Regions from separate parts of the Hordeum vulgare genome. Here region 2 is linked to region 1. The links are chromatin contacts, called in public Hi-C maps. All regions are on one chromosome and are shown on one strand. The core of a region is the stretch at or near the end of the contact, and the rest is flanking DNA. Distances in the headings are between cores, read along the strand shown. Region 1 holds the start of LOC123447021 (EPIDERMAL PATTERNING FACTOR-like protein 5). Region 2 has its middle 22 kb from the start of LOC123447022.

What was found. Hi-C and Micro-C count contacts between places; a contact is called where the count stands out from the background.
Region 2: a contact with region 1 is called in a Hi-C map of leaf, with 7 times the contacts expected there. The contact joins the enhancer-like site here to the promoter of LOC123447021 in region 1. A contact is called at or near these places in 2 of 6 Hi-C or Micro-C datasets (leaf and seedling) and 1 of 1 datasets of contacts at active chromatin or transcription factors (embryo).

What each region holds. Positions count from the first base shown.
Region 1 is chr4H:559,240,501-559,243,200 of MorexV3_pseudomolecules_assembly, reverse strand. It overlaps LOC123447021 (EPIDERMAL PATTERNING FACTOR-like protein 5), which reads left to right and starts at 1,286. Exons shown (of 2, transcript XM_045123577.1): 1 at 1,286-1,698; 2 at 1,815-2,600. The coding sequence starts at 1,635. The coding sequence ends at 2,083. TRNAS-GCU (a tRNA gene) reads left to right here and starts at 2,681; the gene lies at 2,681-2,700.
Region 2 is chr4H:559,448,020-559,450,719 of MorexV3_pseudomolecules_assembly, reverse strand. No RefSeq gene overlaps it. Among protein-coding and RNA genes, the nearest start is that of LOC123447022, 22 kb to the left of the region's middle. Within about 2 kb of position 1,344, at least 3 of the 3 cell types and tissues checked have open chromatin away from gene starts, as enhancers often do. A contact at or near this core is called in leaf and seedling, where this site is marked.

The sequences.
Region 1 (2,700 bases), core at 37-2,536:
GCTCGGATCCAAGGGACTTATTTTAGTCTGACTAAAAATAATCTCTTTAATAAGCTAAAAATCCAAACATCCCTGACTAAAGAGGAAATAAAACTAGTCTTGAGACTAAATTTTTTTAGTTAGCGATACTCCTACTAAAATATGGATTAGTCCTCTCTCTTCTTGTTTAACTTCTCTCCTTTAACACAGGTGAGTTTTGGATTGAAGGGTTTCGAGGATAATAAATGTCCATTACCTTGATTTTAGTCTCTTTAGTACTGTATTTGGATGCAAGCATGGGTAAGACTAGCAATTTTTAACCGCACTATTTTTAATCATGGGACTAAAACGTGTCAAGCACCCTCTTAGTAATCATGGACCAGTTCTTCATGCTGAGATTTATTACGGATTGACCACCGAAACGAGTTTAAGAGCAGAGAAGAGTAGGAGTAGTAGCTGCGGAGACATGTGCCGTACTCGTAGTCCGTCCAATTAACCGACTTCATTAATCCAAGAGGGATCAACTCTGCAAAAAAATTGACCGAGAAGGGTAAATGCTAGTACAAGGCGGAGCAGGACGGGAAGGACCGATGGGACGGCTAATGCAGCAAGATTAGGCGGAATCTAGGTGGCCTGCCTACATACTTTGGCAACTATAAGCGCCATTCCCGAACGGAACCAGGACTCATGAAGGGAGCAACGAAAACGAGGGGCGAGCAACATACTAGAATTGACGATCGATCCAGTCCGAGCGTCTTCACTCATCGTGTAGTATGCTGCGTCGGCCGACTTGCTAGCCGGTGACAAGCAGTATCAGCACTCCCGTGTCTCCGACCCATCTTCCATCCGTGAACCGATCGATCTTCTAGCTGGTCACAAGCACCATCAGGACCAACACGGCAACACGTGCGGCCATGCATCAATGCATGCGTGTGGAAACCATCTACGTACACTCATGAGGACGTGACGAAACGGAGGAAAGACTGATGTGAAGACACCGGTTGTTGAAGCCCGGGAGGTGATCTCATGGTTAAGTCGGTGGGAGGGATTACACCGGTGGGCGCAATTTACTATACCACACCCATACATACGGTCATACTCATGCCCAACCCCGTCCCGCCCACGGCCCGGCCCGGCCCGGGACGTACCGGCAGCGGCCCCACCACGCTGGCGCACAGACTGCGAGCCGGATTGCTGCCGCCGCCGGCTGGCTCCCGGGTGAGTGAGCCACACACACGCGCACCCACCAGCACACGGCCCCAGCTCTGGATTTCGCTCCCTCTTTATTTCATCTCTCCGTCCCTTCCCCCTCTCATCTCCTCTCTCTCTCTTTCTCTCTGCTCAGAGCCCGCACGGTCCATGACTACTCCGTGCGTGCGTGCGGATTGACTCGCGCGCGCACACAAACGCCACTCCACTCCCTCCCGTCCGCGTCACCCCCCCTCGTGCACCGCAGCAGCGGCAGCGGCAGCGGCATTCAGCGCCCGTCTCGCTCTGCTTTCTTGCTTTGCTTCGCTTCGCTTTCTTCTCCATCCTGCTCCCCCCCCTCGCCGCCCGCGGCCTGTCCTCGAGCTAGCCGGCGCCGGCCGCTCGGTGGGCGGCGTGGGTGATACGGGGATCCTGTGACCTAGCCGAGCGGACACGCTCGGCCACCCATGGCCTGGGCGAGCCGCCGCGGGCTCATCCTCCTCCACCTCCTCTTGCTCGCCGCTGCCCTCGGTAAGACGGCCAGAGACATGCACTTCCTCCATGTTTCTTCCGCATTATATACATGGCGAGGGCGAGCTGCAGCTCACACCTACGTGCGCACATGCGTGTGTGTCTACTGCCTGCAGGTGGGTGCGCCGCGACAAGCCGGGGGAGCGCCGGCGGGGGCGGTGAAGCATCACTCGAGCGGTACTCGTGGGGGGACCCTGCGGAGACGGCGCGGCGGAGGGAGCTGGTGGGCCCGGGCTCATCGCCGCCGACGTGCCAGAGCCGGTGCGGGAGGTGCCACCCGTGCCGGCCGGTGCACGTGGCCATCCAGCCCGGCGTCAGCTTCCCGCTCGAGTACTACCCGGAGGCCTGGCGCTGCAAGTGCGGCGACAGGCTCTTCATGCCATGACCCGTCCGTCTGCACGTATATGTATGCCCCCTTCATGCCCTGACGCTGCCCCCGGCTCGGCCCGCCATTACGGCCGCTTCACTTCGCCCACGGGAGCTAGCTCTTCAAGGCCACGTGTGCGCGCGCAAGGCCAGGGCTCCAGCACTCGCACGCCGACGAGAGAGATCTAGCTAGAGAAGAAGAAGAAGAGGAGGAGGGAGTAGAGCACGGAGAGATGGATGGAACCATGGAAAAGGAACCAGAAATTGGAGGCTTCTTCGATGTATGTAATAACATTGTTCAGTTGTTGGAGATTTTAACGAGTGTGATGTGGTAATTAGCTAGCCGGTCGTGCCTTGTTGGGTCCGAAGAGGCGGGGAGATGGATCGAGATGTGTTGGTTGATTCTCACTCTCTCTCTCCTTCTCTCTGGTTCTCCCCCTTCTCCTTCTGCAGTCGCCAAGCCAGTTTACCGTTTTGAGGAGTGATTTTCCAGCTACTTTTCGTCAATCTATGCTGGGATGTTTTCTCCTGGAAAACACCGTGTTTGTCATTTTGACCTCTTCCATTATGCTTTTGTTAAGCACGTGAGAAAGAATATGCGAGAAAGGACACAAATGACGCTTTGGCCGAGTGGTT
Region 2 (2,700 bases), core at 95-2,594, 210 kb before region 1:
GCGTCGGGCGCCCCTCGAATAGGTTTCGCACTGTGCGGTAACAAGAACCTCCTAGCCCTCTAGGGTCCTTCTCCCCCACTGTGCCTGAGTTGATGCATGCGACGCGAGCGCCCAGCCGATCGACGGCACGTACCGCCGCCCCATTATAACTGGCCCGTCTCTCCACACGTGTATCGCCGTCGTACGTACGTAGGGTCGGTGGTACACCGGTACGTACGTACTACCACGTAGCCCTGCATGCACTCGTATGGTGCCGTGCAAGTGTTGGACGCCGAGTTAAAACGCCCGTTCTGCGACGTACGTACGTACTCTACGTACGTGCGTGCCGCATGCATACACCGTGTCCATGGGCGAGCGAACGAACGAGGCGTGTCCGTACCGGGCCGGGTAGGGCCTGAGCGGCGGGGCCCTGCATGGGTGCGTGCGTACGTGCGCGTGCTGGGGTGCAGAGGGTTCGCCTCTGTCGGGCTGGCGGGTCGTTCGTGGGGCGCGGGCAGGTGAGCTTTCCCCCCGCTCGTGCGCCCATGCCGAAGTGACCGAAATGACCCCCACCCACGCCTCGCGGGGCCCCCGTGTCGGGGACAGACGATTCCCTTCTCGAGGATGCCTCGCCAGGTGGGCGCTTGCCTCATCGCGTAATAAATGCCATGGACCCCGCGTGACTGACTGACCACACGGCCGGGCCTATTCAGGGCCGGCCCCCGGGCTCCAGACGACGGACCAAGCCCGGCCCAGGTCAACGGTCAGCAAGGGACGGAAGAGTCGGTAAGAGCCAACGGCGAGCCGACACGTGCTCCGCGTCCGCCCGGTACTCGACGGGCCCACCAGTGGGGCCGCGAGGAAAGAGACGGTGGGCGGTGGGCGCCCACGGCCCACGGCGTGCAATTGATATTTGACTGGTCCACGGCTGCGGCTGGTGACGGTGCATTCTTTTTCTTCGCTTCCACAGCTGGGGTGATGGCCGGATTCGCTGCAAACAGTGGCGCGCAGGCTCAAGCCTCTGTTTAACTTCCATGCTTGTCTCACACGCGCTCACAAAGTCACAGCACCGTCCAAAGGAGATCGGAAACTTGCACCGAAGACGCAATGGATTAATGGGCACATTTAGCTTAGAGACACGGGCCTCCAAGGGCCGGTGCAGTGTCACTGTGCGCCTGCTCCCTTCCAAAGGCATGGTTTGAATCCAGTACTACTACTTCTCACATGATTACATGAAGATGGTCGTGGGGTTTGTAGTAGTAGTGCTGGTACTGGTGGTTGTATTTGTGAGGCGTGAGACTGTGCTGTACTGTACTGGTAGTAGCGGTGGCCATGAGGAAACAATCTACTTACTGATCTCCATGGCCGGGCGGGCGGAGGGTGGTCCAGGAGGCACGAGGAGCAGGAGGGAGACAGAGGTCCCGTGTGGGTTTGCACGTGTGGCAGCGGCCGCTTTTTCTTCACGAGAGCGTATACCGATCGCGTCGACCAAACCAAAACCCTCTCTCCGCCTTTTCTCTCGCGGCGCGGATATCGATTGCGCCTTTTGCTCGTACCACCGCGCTGCCACTGCTAGCCCTGACTCCACTCCCTGTGCATGCGTACTGCTGCTCGTACTGCTGCTCACGAAAGACGGGTCGTGGGTTTCTCGCCGCAAGATCCATGCACGGTTGGTCTGCCTGGAGGCGGATACACGGTCCAACATGTGGGTTTCAGTGGCGGATGCATTGCATTGCTTGCATTTCACATACGTCATGGTGATTTCGGGTTCGGTATATCTCGAATCGGAAGCGTACAAATGTGACGGGGGTATGGATAAATTATTACTCGGCGTTGGAGTCAGTGGACAAGATAAGACGACCACATAACAGCAGAAGTGACAGGTTTTGGCCTTGGTCAATACGTTGTCTCTCAAGTCCACGCACGGAAGAAAAAGAAGGCACACCTGATCCATGTCCCCTGATGTTTCTTTACAATTCTTTTTGCGTCTAATCTTTGAAGTGGGCAATGCTGCACACTCTTGCAGGACCAAATAAATTTTTGCATGCGACATGTTTCGGAAGTTTCAGCATCCACAGACTAGAATTGTACTACGGAATTACTCTATATTTCTAGCACGTCATTTCTTGTTGGAAGCGTCTACTATCCATAATACTTGTTGTTGGTAAAAACTAGTTTAGTTATTTTCGACAACAAATATTTATAAACAAAGGGATTATTTAACATACGCCTGTAAAGGCATCTTCAACGACTCAGCGCTGCGGTTGAGGTGGCTCCGGAGAGAGAGAGCCGCACTTGTGCCATGGCCAGGGCACCCGGTTCCGGTGACACGACCGAGGGGCAGATGTTCACGGCGGTCTGTGCGGTCACCATTCAAGACAGGACGCGCGCGAGCTTGTGGTATGACAGCCGGCTTCCTGAGGGCACATCTTTCAATTTTGTTCCCAAGCTGTTCGTAGTCGCCAGAAGGAACACCCGCACGGTGTAGCACACACTTGTCGAAATTGCAGAATTTCTCCATTCATTAAAAAAAAATTGTCCAGTTAATTAACGAAAAACCGGGCTAAAGCTGTCACATACCGACGAACGGCACACACATGACACTCTTCACACTTATACACATCAACAAGATACACCCTTGCATCATCGTCATCACTCCTCCCAATTGGTGTCATTGCCCTCCCTAAACTCCAAGCAAGCGACTCCGACTTCACCGAAGAC